3 separate regions of the Pan troglodytes genome follow, and regions 1 and 2 are each linked to region 3. A link is a contact called in public Hi-C data. All regions are on one chromosome and are shown on one strand. The core of a region is the stretch at or near the end of the contact, and the rest is flanking DNA. Distances in the headings are between cores, read along the strand shown.

Region 1 (4,407 bases), core at 390-2,889, 410 kb after region 3:
AGGCCTGCCATCAGAGGAGAAGGCTGCTGTGGCCAGTAAAACTGAGGGCCAGGCTGGACGTTTTCAAAGAGTAAGCGGGGAGGGCAAAGAGCTGAAGGGGCTCTCAGGACTGTCCAAGTAACAGACCAAGCCCCTCACATAGGTTTTTTCTCTAGTGACCCCATTCTGCCCCATGGATGTCACTTGTTTTTTTCTTTTTCTTTTTTTTTTTTTTTTAGCTTTTGGGAAGGAGGAGCAAGGCGAGGGAGGTGGGAAGAGACTTTTTTTTTTTTTTTTCACATGAGCCCTCAGAATTACAGTTCACAAACTATTCAGTAAACTGACCGGCCTCAACCTCCCCTTCAACGGCCTAATCTAAGGGGTGGATCTATGTGTTTTGTTGCTTGTCAGAAACAATCGCTGCGCGGCCCATTACATTTACAGCACGTCGCCCTTTAATTGGTGTAACACGCTGAGGCCTGAAAGGAGGAGAGGCCCACAAAGGCGCCCGTGAATGAGCCTTGACTCACACAAAAACACTCTGCAGAAGTTCAGAGCTGGCCACTAACAAGGAGGTAGGGAGTTAGTTTGAAAAGAGGGTGAAGTTCAGAAATGTGTCACCTTGAGGAGCCTCCCATCAAAGCAATGGTCGCATTGACAAGCTGCAAAGAAAAAAAGTTAAACCTTCAGGGCTGCGGACTTGCCTGCTGGATTTATTCTTAAACTTGAGGAGGGGGGAAGGAGAGGGAGAGTCTTTCTTTTTCTTCTCCTCTTCTCCACCCTTGTCTCTCTGCGCCCCCCCCACCCCTATTTACTTCAGAGAGCCTTAAAGAAGTCCCAGCAAAGAAACATACCTCCCACCCCCCTGCTAAGATACACTTTTAAAAATAAACGTATAAAAAGTCAGGCTGAATGCCGCTGCCTGAGGCTGCTGCTGCTGATTTCAGCCTCTGTGGGAACAGCGATTTTTCCCTGCCCTCTAGTGTGTCCCCTGCCCATCTTCTGAGGCAACTCCTCTGGGCGGGGGGCGTTGCGGCCTAGGCCGGGGCGCCGTGCGGGCCTGGAGAACGTGTCCCCAGAGTCCGCCAGGGCCAGGGCGTGCGCGCAGGGTCCGTGTGGCAGAGGGGACCAGGTCGCGCGCCATTCGGAAGCATTTGGGAGAAGGGATCCGCCCCCGCGCCAGTCCAGCTCAGTGGGGTCTTGCGTGTGAGGGTCCTGCCCCATCCCAGGAAGGACTCAGTTTTCCCTCCTCCTGCCTGTAACACCAGGAAGACCCGACACCGGCCCACGCTTCGATTCCAATTGCGAAGTGAGACGTCTTTAAAAGAAGACACCACCGTGCCCGGGGTAGAGGTGGGGGACCGAGTCGCACCTCCCATTCCCCGGACTTCCACGGTGATGGACTCAACCCCTATAGCACACCTTCCTCGCTCCAGATGCCCGGAATCTCCCCAGTGCTGGTGGTGCTGCGGTAGACCTCCCTCGGTCCCCTTCCTGCACCCTGCCCCTCGCCTTCCTCGGTGGGGGGCGCCCTGCCACGCCTGCGCTGGGGTGGGCACCTCCGCGTCTCCTGCCCGATGCGCGCCCGGGCGCCCCGAGCCGCCCTCCTCCGCTCGCCCCCTCCCCGCCTTTGTCCCGCTATCGGACCCCCGCCCCTCGCGCTGCTCCTGTGAACCGGCTGCCCGGTGCGAAGGCGGGGGCACTTTTCAATGCAGCGCCGCAGCTCCCTCCAGATTTGTAATCCGCCAAAAAGCCGCTGATTGCCGCAATCGTTACTTTTCATTAAAAAAACTTAGAAGCAATTTGGGAGAACCCTTCTCAATGAATACATTTACCCCCGAACGGTCTTTATTCTCCGCCTCCACTTGATGAGTTTCTCTGGCACGAATCGGTTCTTACAGGCACAGAATGGGCAATCCCTTGATCCCCGTCAATTGTCATCCCGAGTCGGGGCCACTTTGACCGCCAATAGTGGGGAAGTCAGAGCTAATCCTCAGAAGGAATCACGGGAAAAGAAAAGCAACAATAACCAAGTCAAGCGTAAAAAATGAAAGAGAAATCTCTATTATCACTCACTACATTTCCCAGCTATGTACTGAAAAAATCAGCTCGCTTGTCATTCGAGTCAGACACCCGCACAAGAATATGAGGTCGTGGTGGGTTGGTAGACTCACACGACGTAAGGGACGATATTTGAGAGCGAAAGGCCTCTCTTCTGCCTCTGCCAAATCCCCCTCACATCCGCCATAACCATTAAATACAGACTGACTTTATTCTGTATGGGGAGGCCAGGGGTGGGTGGTGAGGGAGCCCCCAGCTGTGCCTGGATACAAAAAAAAAAAAAGAAAAGAAAGAAATCCCTGGAGAGAGGGGTGGGGGCGGGGTGTGGATGCGAAAGAAACGCGCCCCTAGCCGGTACCTCCCGCTCCGGGCCCCGCAGGCGGCTGGGCCTCGCCAGCCCGGGTTCAGCCGCCGCGCCGGCCGCCCCCTGCGCCCCCTGCCCACGGCCCCCGCAGCCCGGCGGGCGCACGGCCTCGGCGTCTGGGTCCTCGCGCGGGCGCAGGTGTGCAGGGCACGCTCGGACGGGCTCCGTGGGCCGCCGGCGAGGCAGGCGCAGCGGCTTGCCGGGCCGCGGAAGCCCGCGCGGTGAGACCCATGAGTGTGCACGCGTGGCTCCTTTCCACGCCGACACCTGCGATTATGGACGGGGGCCTCGATTCCTTTCTGCTACAGCCAAGTGAGGGCCAAAGTTATTTCTAAGAAGGCCGGGCAGAGCAGGTCGCTGGGCGGATTCCCGGCGCGGCCGCAGCATCTCCGGGAGGGGTCGCCTCAGAAGCCGCGCGCCCCTCTCTCCCTCCCTCCCTGTCTCATTCTCTCCCTCGCTCTCTCCCTCTCTCCCGGAGAGGAACTTCGAGGGCGGGAACTGCTCCGGCGCTCGTGGACTCGGGGGCGGCAGCCCGAGCCTCTCCTTGCACCGTGTCTGGGAGGGCCTGAAGCCCAAACTCCTCGGGCTGAGAAGGGTCCGGGGCCGCAAGGTGCACGCGCGGTCCTTGCTGTCAGCGGCCTTTCAGCGCTCTCGCGCTCTGCAGGCCAACTTGTGCTTCTGGGGTACTTTCATTTTCCAGGGGATGGGTCGAGAGAGCCTCCACCGGCCGGCCGCGGGGCGGTGGGGCAGGGCCGCGGGAGGCGCGGAGGCGGTTCCTTCTTCCCCTTGTCCGACCTCACCCGGCCCAGGAGATGCCGCTGCCCCCCGCGGCCGGGCTCCCGCCTCGCGCCTCAGCCTCTCGAGGCACCGGGCTGGGTGGGGGCAGTGCCCAGCTCCCGCCTCACCCCCAGGCACCCTCACCCCGGAAGCCCTCCGTGCCTCTCCCTTTGGGGAAACCTCTCTGGCCTGTCACCTCCCCTCTTCGCACCACACGCACATCACACACCGCTCACACATCACATGTGTACTATTACACACACTACATACCATTTAGACCAACGTTCACACGTTTGTGCTATACCAAGAAAAAACACATTTACACAGCAACAAGCTTATGTAGTCACATTTACACGACAGCTGGACTCACCTGCACACGCATACACAAACACACAAACACACACACACACATACTCCTGCGCACCCAGGCACAACCCTGCGCGTGCTTTTTGTACCAGCTTGCGCCCTTGGGTGCCCGCGGACTGGCTCCGTCCCGAATGGCAGATCAGGCGTGGGGAGGACTAGAGGGAGACAGCCTGGTGGGGGTCGAGGACTTTGGCCGTGGGACCTGGGCCTCCTTGGGGATTCTTGTCTGTGCAGATGTCCCCGAGTTTCCCTTGGGGCCTGAATGCACTCGCGCCCTTCACCCCGCGGACGCTGCACCGGAGTTGGGACCTCCCCAGGGATCCTCACCCACTAGACCAGAGCCCGCAGCAAGGACTGGGCGGCGGGTTCCACTCACCCGGCCACCAGACACTCTCCCACGTGCCCCTAAGGGGGTGGGTGAGACGCCTTCGTGTGGCCGCGGGAGTGGAGGTAGGATAGATAGGGAAGAAAAGGGGATCCGACCCGAGTAACCCCCGTCCCCGCCCCAGTTGGGCTGCCCGGGCCAGGGAGGACGTCGTAGAGGGCGGGAGTGATTGTCGCCTTCTACAAAGCCAGTGAGAGCTTTTAGTCCTCCCCAGATTTACATTAATGCGAATCTCCGCTTGGTCCGCAGTCTGGAAACGGTGCTTGCCGAGAGGCCGACACTCTGCAATCCTAATTAGTGATTTTTGTCCCCTTGTTACTGGGCTCAGCATCTCATGCAAATGAACTCTTCATTTCAGCCACATTACCCCAGCTCCAGAATTAACTGACTCTTATCTTTAATGATATGCTGCTGAAGTTCTCCGAGCCCGGCTAGCTTTTTATCTTGATTACTCTAATCAATAAGAAATGATAGA
Region 2 (4,331 bases), core at 1,290-3,789, 270 kb after region 3:
TTAAGTTATTAATTTTAGATAGTGACTTTTTCTGATATTAAGTCCTCCCATCCAGGAACATAGACTCTTTTCTCTTTAGGTTTTGAATACAATTTCATAGTTTTATTCCTACATTCCCTTTGCTCCTTATAGTTCCTATCCCTTCCTTCCTAGATATTTTGTACTTCTGGTCACTTGCAAACAGGGTATTTTCTTCCATTTCCATTCTAACTAGATATTGCATAGACAAAGGAAAGCTATTACATTCTTTATTTCTGTCTTGCCACTACATTCTCTTGTTAATTCTAGTAGCTTATTATTTCTGGATTTGTATTCTAGAAATGCAATCACAATTCCTGAAAAATAAGGATAATTTTTTTTCCTGATATTTACACCAAGAAGGTCTTCTTTGGCTATACAACTGTGCTATGATGCTGTGCTGCTGTCCCTCCTAGCCGCTTCCCCACTGCAGGCATTTGTTCTGGCTGCCCACTGCTGCCCTGAGTGGTCGCCAAGGAATCAGACAGAAGCATTCTATGAGAATATTCCATGATTGCTTCGTTCAGGTGTCACCGATGACAACATAATACAGTAGTTCCTGGTCTCTTAGCTTGCATAGACTTCAATTCAGAGTCATTGATATGTATTTATTGAGCTTACATTTCTAATCATACCAGTCAAATTCCCATTTGGTCTGTTGCATTAGGAGACATGCCCAGCATTAATATCTAATGAGCTTGTCTGTCACTATCTGTCACATTATTCAGTTTTATTTGCCTCATAGCACCAATTATATTGGCAGGTGTATTATTTACTGAATTGTCTCCCTAAGATAGACTATATACTAGGCTATAAACCTGACTTATCTACCCTTTCATCTCTAGTACTTAGAATGAAAACATCTAGTAGGTCTTCAACAAATATTTGTTGAATTAATAAATGAATGTTGTTTTCTGGAAAATAATATACATTGTATTTAAGTAATGCCTTTTTTTTTTTTTTTTTTTGAGATGGAGTTTTGCTCTTGTTGCCCAGGCTGGAGTGCAATGGCACGATCTCGGCTCACCACAATCTCCGCCTCCCAGGTTCAAGCAATTCTCCTGCCTCAGCCTCCCGAGTAGCTGGGATTACAGGCATGCGCCATCACGCCCGGCTAATTTTGTATTTTTAGTATAGACGGGGTTTTTCCATGTTGGTCAGGCTGGTCTCAAACTCCCAACCTGAGGTGATCCGCCCGCCTCGGCCTCCCAGAGTACTGGGATTACAGGCGCAAGCCACCGCACCCGGCCAAGTAATTTCTTTTTATTCCAGTGTTTCTTAGTGTTATTAAGAATGGTTGCTGTTGGCCGGGCACGGTGGCTCACTTCTGTACTCCCAGCACTTTGGGAGGCTGAGGCGGGCGGATCAGCTGAGGTTAGGAGTTCGAGACCAGCCCGGCCAATAAGGTAAAACCCCGTTTCTACTGAAAATACACAAAAATTAGCTGGGTGTCATGGCGCACGCCTGTAATCCCAGCTACTCGGGAGGCTGAGGCAGGAGAATCGCTTGAATCCGAAAGGTGGAGATTGCAGTAAGACAAGATGCGCCACTGCACTCCAGCCTGAACGACACAGCGAGACTCCGTCTCAAAAAAAAAAAAAAAAAAAAAAAAAAAAAAAAAAAAAAAGCAAGAAACAAAAGAAATTTGCAGTTCAAGGGACAGATTAGTCCAAGCACAGTGGTTCATACCTGTCATCTCAGCACATATGGGAGGCCACGGCAGGAGGATCACTTTGATGCTGGGAGTTGGAGACCAGCCTGGGAATCACAGTGAGATCCCGTCTCCACAAATAATTATTAATAATTTAAAATCTAAAGAAAAGGGGGGCGGGGAAGATCAGGTTAAAGGAATTATAGTGTTAAACTTGACATATTAAAAAATGCAGAAATAGTTGTGAGGGATAACTCTCTGGGCAGAGATAGAAATGTACCGTATCTCAACATTTAAAATCTGCATTTCCCATTGGACCATAAGAGATGAACTAGGACCTAATTAATTGAGTTTTCTCCCCGTTTCTTTCTTTCTTTTTTTTGAGACAAAGTCTCACTCTATTGCCCAGGCTGGAGTGCAATGGCACGATCTCAGCTCACTGCAACCTCTGCCTCCCGGGTTCAAGCGATTCTCCTGCCTCAGCCTCCAGAGTAGCTGGGATTACAGGCGCGCACCACCACGCCCAGCTAATTTTGCATTTTTAAGTAGAGATGGGGTTTCACCATGTGGGCAAGGCTAGTCTCGAACTCCTGACCTCGTGATCCGCCCGCCTCGGCCTCCCAAAGTGCTGGGATTACAGGCATAAGCCACCGTGCCCGGCCTTCCTCCCCGTTTCTTAAAATGGCTCATGTGAGTTACATTTCCAGTCCTGTAGAGATACGTTTAATACTTCTCAAAAAAAAAAAAACTTATCAGGACTTCGTGAGAAATGAAAGTGGACACCCAAAGCAGCTTGCAGCCGGTCTACTGTTACTTTGTTTTAGCGGACCGACCTGTCTCCAAAATCGGTTTGACCATAATGCTAGGATTTAACTAGGGCTTTAGTTTTTATTTCACTCCCCCACTTCACTGGTTTCAACCTATCAATCCAGACGCGTGTCTGGTGCAACGCTCGGGTTTATGGCAAAATCATCTCAGGCATTTGCTTAACCTTCTCCAGAAAGGCATTTTCAGGGGTTCACAGTGAGACGGTGCACAGGTTGGCACAGAGTTAGTAGGGGCAGTTTTGTTTCGATTTGCGGGCAAATCTCTAAGATCTCTCCGTTTAACTTTCGCCCGCAATTCCCAAAGCCGCTAAAGCCGTTTCCGGCGCTCTACCCCGCCGCAGGCCGAGGCTGGCGCAGAGAGACAGGAAGCGCCGGCTCTGGGCGTCTGGGTCCTCGCCTTCTCGGCCGCAGCCCCGCGGCGGCGCGCTCGCGGTGCATTGTGGGCGCTGTAGTCCGGCCGGAACCTGTTTGCGACCCCGAGTCCCATGACACCGCTTCTCCTCACACCCCAGCCCGCAGTGCCCCTCCCCAGCCTCGGCCGGGCCTCCCGGGAGCCGGGCGTGGCGTTCCAGCTAGTGAGCCGTTTCTCCCCTGGGCTCGGAGGCGGAAGCTTGAGGGGCGCGGGGAGGAGCTTCGCGTGCGGGGTGAACGCTCGCTCTACGTGCTCGTTCTCTTCGCGACCGCTGCGCGCGAGCCCCGTGTCCCCACGGCGGGCAGCAGCGGCGGCGGCGGCGGCGGCTGAACGCGGAGGGGGCGGAGGGAGCGGAGGGAGCCCGCGGCGGCGGCAGCAGCTACAGCGAAATGGCGGAGACCGTGGCTGACACCAGGCGGCTGATCACCAAGCCGCAGAACCTGAATGACGCCTACGGACCCCCCAGCAACTTCCTCGAGATCGATGTGAGCAACCCGCAGACGGTGGGGGTCGGCCGGGGCCGCTTCACCACTTACGAAATCAGGGTCAAGGTGAGGCCGTCTCTCCCCTCTCCCAAGAAACCCCACCCGCTGGCTCTGGTCACCCCCACTCGACCCAGGAGTGGACCCCCGCGGGCAGCCACAGCCTCCCAGGCCGGGAGCCCCCTTGCAGAGGCGGGCCGGGGTCGTGAGCCAGGGCCCCTCTTCCTGTAGGGCTGGTGTGGGGGGCTGCAGAGCGAGCCCGGCGCACTGGCACTTGGAGAAGGTGCTCGAAGAGGAGGGCGTGGGTTGAGCGCCGCTTGCCCCTCCAGCAGCTGATCAGGGAATGACATTTGAGTTGGAAAGGGGTAGATCTTTCGAGAACACATCCCTTCGCTGGGAAGGGAAAGAGATGTTGACAGAGAAAAGGGGCTTGCGCAAAGTTAAAGCCTTTTCCCAGTTTTCTCTTCCTGGAGACTTCCCAGAGGTAGCAAGCCAACCCGGCTGCTCCAGGCCCTTCCCGAGCTGCTAAAGTAACCTGGGTTGTGCAGTCTTCTGAACGGGACTTAAGGAAAGTTCACAGAAGCCTGACAATTTTTGATAGGGCTGAGCCAGACCAGAAGGGTGATTGGACATGGTTGACTTCAGCATTTTGGGCCACCGCCTTGCCAAAGGCTGAGGTGTGGTGTCACCTACCTCATAATCCAGAACTACAGTTGCTTTAAGAAAAGGCTAGGGATCTTGCTCTCTTAATTCGAGATTTGCACTTAATTGAATAAAGAAATCAACAGAAATAAAATATACCTAATTTCATAACTAGTATTTGTTGGCAATAATTTAGATGATTTGAAAGATGTTAATTGAAAATAGTGCTTCACTTTCACTCTATAATTCAGGATTAAAGAATTTGCCCATGTATGGAAGCATCTTTAAAAATTAATTAC
Region 3 (4,133 bases), core at 1,428-3,927:
TGCCAACCACTGATTCCAGTTCTTTGCCATCACATATGGGGTTGTGCAAAACAACACCCTTGTGCATACCCCTACACCCACATCTTTCCTGTTCTAGCCTCAAGACCCACGATGACTTTAAAATGGGGGCTACTATTATTACTACTACCAGAAGGGCTGCAGAGCACAGGGTCGGGATCCAGAAGACATGTGCTTACTCGATATGCTTGTGAAACCACTTACCCTCCGAGTGCCCCAGTTTCCTCATGGGTAGTAGGATAATCGCATCTCCCTTGCAGAATTTGCTGTGGACGACGAGTATGGTAGGAGCAAATGATCCTTCCGCCTTGGCCTCCTAAAGTGCTTTCTAAACTAGGAAGTGCTGCGTGGTTACCTATTTTGACGTTGTTAGTGTGGGTGGAGAAGAAAGGCAGAGGAGCCTTGGTCCCCAGGGAGGAGAGGGGTGGGCTCTGGGAGGTGACTTTGTGTGTGCCAGTGTGCTGATGACCTGGGCTCCAGGAATCATAGCAACAGCCTCTGCTCCCTGGAAAGTGCCGTGGTCTCTGCATCAGGCGCCCAGAGTCACGACCCAGCTGCAGGCAGGGCTCTCTGTGCGTACCGGCTGTGTAGTCACAGGCAAGAGCTCCACGGCCTGCCTGATTGGCGGTGATCAACCCTGCTGCACCTTAGAATCTTACAAGGAACATTAACAAGTGCTGATGCTGGGGCCCCACATCTGACCCACCATACCTGACCCTGGAGGTGGACCTAGGCCTAGGAATGTGTAGCCTTGAGAACCACTGGCCTTTTTTTTTTTTTCTCCTGTCAGTTCATGCTACTGACCACAAGATGGTGCCCTCTTTCTGGGAAATCTTTGATGTTCACCAAACAAGCAACAATTCATTTTCTGTATTAATCCTGAAAACATGGATTTGAATTTAACAATCTTCTCCAGCATCTCATTAAGCCAGACCCGTGTGCTCTTGGTGTCTAGCCATTTAATGCGTATCTTTTCCCTTCTGTTAGAAACCAGTGGGTTGGAATGTGTCTTCTGTTTTGCATTCCTCAAAAGGCTATAACACAAAGCAGAAAGTAGGATTTATGATCATAATCATTAGTATCAATAATAACTGATGTTCGTTTAATCCTTTGCCATTTGCAAAGCGCTTTTCACCAACAATCCTCATAGTAACTCTATGAAATGGGCATTATGATTCCCATTTATAAGATGACACAACTGAGGCTCAGAGCACTATCTTGGTCGAGGTCACAAAACAATAATTAGCAGAACTGAATTTTCCAATGCCAGATCTCAAGCCCTTCCCACTGCATCATTAGAGACCAGCAATCAACCACCGGGAACCCAGAAAGTACAGCCCTGAGACAGGAAAATTCTCGGGACGACATCCGGAAAGCCCCCTAGGCAAGCAGGTAAGACAGACTGATGGCTCCACACAGCACAGACGAAAGGCCAGTGGACAGGCATGTTTGACTGGACCAAATGACCAGCTAGGGCAACAGATGTGAGGGTCCTAGTGAGCTGCTGGACTGAGTCAGTAGACACTCGACAAGAGGGCAGATTTTAACATTTGTAATTTTCTGTTCCAGAAAAATGAACTGCTATATGCCAATAGGGAACATTCATCTTAATTCTGACTGTAAAAGAAGTTATAAACTCATTTCCAAAGAAAATCCTTTCCTACCAGCAAGTGACTTCTTTTGAGATTAGTAAATCTAATAAAGGTAACTTACAGACTTGCTGCAAGACAGATTCCCGTAACTGATCAGGAACCCAAATGTCAGGGACCCAGGCGCCCAATCCTTCTGCATGTTTTTAATCTCAGATAAAGCAGCCGTCAAGTGTAGGTTCAAGTTACTTGGACCAGCAATACTGTTTTCAGGACAGAGGCAATGAAATGGAAAATTTAATACGTTAGCACTTTGCTAATTTTATTGACTTCGGTTATATCTTAGCAATTCATTAATCTGTTTTAGCTGTTTTCTGTGTCTCAGCTTCCCTGTCTATAAAATGATTATAATGGCACCTATCTCATAAGACTGTTATATGGATCAAAAGAGTTTATTTATAAAGCACATAGAACCATGCCCAGGACACAGAAAACATCATGTGTTTCTTAAATAAATAAATGGATATAAGCACATCCACTTATTTTACAAGTGAAATTTTAATTTTTTTCAATATTCCAACTAATTTTAAAATTATGTCATTTGCACACTTATAAGTACAGGAAATATACTTTAAGAAGATAAAAGTATTGCCTTATTATTAAAATTTGAAGTCCCACTGAAAATGCATAAATTTGATTAAAATAATACTACAGTCTTTTTGGCCTCAGAAATAGGTTAAAAATTACTTAAGTCCATCCTGTTTTTCATCTCAGGATTAGTGATATCAGCAAATAAGCTCATACACTGCCTAAAGAAATATGAGAAGTGATAAGATTTTTCTTTTTCTTCTCTAAAGAAAGTTTTCCTTTTTCTCCGCTTGACCTCTGTTAAGTCTGGGAACTAGTCATCAGTTTGGAGAGCACCCTTGGCACATGATGTTTTCTCCTGACTCTAAAGACATCCCCCCCGTCTGTGTTTTGAATTGAGCAGGAGCTTTCCACAGCAGTACTCAGCTCAAACCTCTGTCTCAAAGTATACATTTAAAGCATTTCAAAAAAAGAGCATTTGCTGAGAGACTTCTATGGAGAAAGACTGGAATGCTGAGAATGTAATAGGGGCAGGGCTCAGAAGAAAGACATACAAAGTGAAATGTTGCTCTCCAATCTAGGGGTTGTTTTTCATGTTGGCATTACTTTTCTTTTAGTAGAGCTACCATACTGTTTCCTAGTGATGGCTATTCTTGAAGACTTGGGTTTTTTTCTTGCATGCTATTTTATGAAACCAACTTTGGAGATTTCCAGCCACCATGGAACTCCCTCCCCTCCAGAGATCCAGCCAAAGCCTTCTAGCCCCACTTTCTGCATAAACCCTTCTCCCAGCTCAAAGAGCCTCTTCCACTGCAGCCAATCCCAGCAGGCCCCTGGAACTGGGGAAGGAGATTGCGGATTGGGGGCACAGAAGTGGGCACATGCTCCAGTTACTTAGGTGGAGACTGAGCTACAGTTTTTTTCTCAGGGTTTAAGTTCTTTCGTACCAAAATGACATTATAGGGAAGCTACACTGAGAATTACATAGGCTTCTATGCGTTTGACCAGCACCCCAACTAACATTACGTGATTGTTTCAATGGAAAAATGAAACTTTATTCCCAATATCTGACCTCAGATGAACTTTTATAACATAACTTGACAGGGGGACTCTTCTACATACACTCACACTCAGGGACAGGTCTGTCTATCGGTCATACTGTCCATCTATCTGTCTGTCCATTCACATGATTTTTTTAAAAATTAAGATACAGAATAATTACCAAAGGAATGTGAAAAGTAAAAAGCTAAGATCTAAAGAATAAAGTTAAACATTTTATATTCACTGAGTTCAAATCAATGGTTCTGTTGTAAATTTATCTTCAACTTCATTCACTGAGTTAAATGAATCAATTTTTAAAACAATCTCTTTTTTTTAAATAGTAAGAGTAAGAGACAGTGTGGTATAAAATATAGTATATGAGTTTTGTAGTTGTAAACTGTGAATCTCAGGTCAAGCTACTTAACTTTCCCAAGACTCAGTTTTCTTATTTTTAAACAGGGGTTATAATATTCACTTTCTAAGACTATTTTTTTTAACTGAGCTAATGTAAATATATAGCATTCAATCCAGCACAAAGTGGTTATTTCCCATCCTTTCTCCCTATTACATAACCTCTTTGAAATTACTGTGTTTCACTTCAATAAAAATATCTTTAAACCACATTTCATTTATAGAAGGCTTGATTTAAACTCTTCTCTCGGCTTGGGTACTCATCCATCTACCTGCTTGCCTTAATTAGGTTAATATCTAAAAGAGACTATGTGATGGATTATTGACTAAGAAATTAAATAGGGCCATGCTGTGCCACACTACCCCTGCCAGGAGATGGCTAGAGTGGCCAAGATATAAAAAATAAAAATAATAATAAATAGAAAATAAATAGGTTCAAAGAGCTTACTTATGTTGACCATTGTATTCATTGGACTGACTCACCTA

The links. A called contact is a pair of places that touch in the nucleus more often than the background predicts.
Region 1: a contact with region 3 is called in a Hi-C map of stem cell-derived neural progenitor cells, with 8 times the contacts expected there. The contact joins two enhancer-like sites. A contact is called at or near these places in 4 of 7 Hi-C or Micro-C datasets (blood, induced pluripotent stem cells and stem cell-derived neural progenitor cells), 1 of 1 datasets of contacts at active chromatin or transcription factors (stem cell-derived excitatory neurons) and 1 of 1 other capture datasets (stem cell-derived neural stem cells).
Region 2: a Hi-C map of stem cell-derived neural progenitor cells shows a contact between it and region 3, with 2.4 times the contacts expected there. The contact joins the promoter of SNX3 here to the enhancer-like site in region 3. A contact is called at or near these places in 1 of 7 Hi-C or Micro-C datasets (stem cell-derived neural progenitor cells) and 1 of 1 datasets of contacts at active chromatin or transcription factors (stem cell-derived excitatory neurons).

What each region holds. Positions count from the first base shown.
Region 1 is chr5:120,027,958-120,032,364 of NHGRI_mPanTro3-v2.0_pri, reverse strand. No RefSeq gene overlaps it. Among named protein-coding and RNA genes, the nearest start is that of OSTM1, 44 kb to the right of the region's middle. Within about 2 kb of position 1,639, at least 8 of the 24 cell types and tissues checked have an H3K27ac peak or open chromatin away from gene starts, as enhancers often do. A contact at or near this core is called in stem cell-derived neural progenitor cells and stem cell-derived neural stem cells, where this site is marked.
Region 2 is chr5:120,170,362-120,174,692 of NHGRI_mPanTro3-v2.0_pri, reverse strand. SNX3 (sorting nexin 3) reads left to right here and starts at 2,539. Exons shown (of 4, transcript XM_001149032.7): 1 at 2,539-3,459. The coding sequence starts at 3,298.
Region 3 is chr5:120,439,960-120,444,092 of NHGRI_mPanTro3-v2.0_pri, reverse strand. It overlaps AFG1L (AFG1 like ATPase), which reads right to left. Exons shown (of 16, transcript XR_010158135.1): 14 at 4,131-4,133; 15 at 1,732-1,870; 16 at 1-1,052. Among named protein-coding and RNA genes, the nearest start is that of FOXO3, 34 kb to the left of the region's middle. Within about 2 kb of position 2,677, at least 4 of the 24 cell types and tissues checked have an H3K27ac peak or open chromatin away from gene starts, as enhancers often do. A contact at or near this core is called in stem cell-derived neural progenitor cells and stem cell-derived neural stem cells, where this site is marked.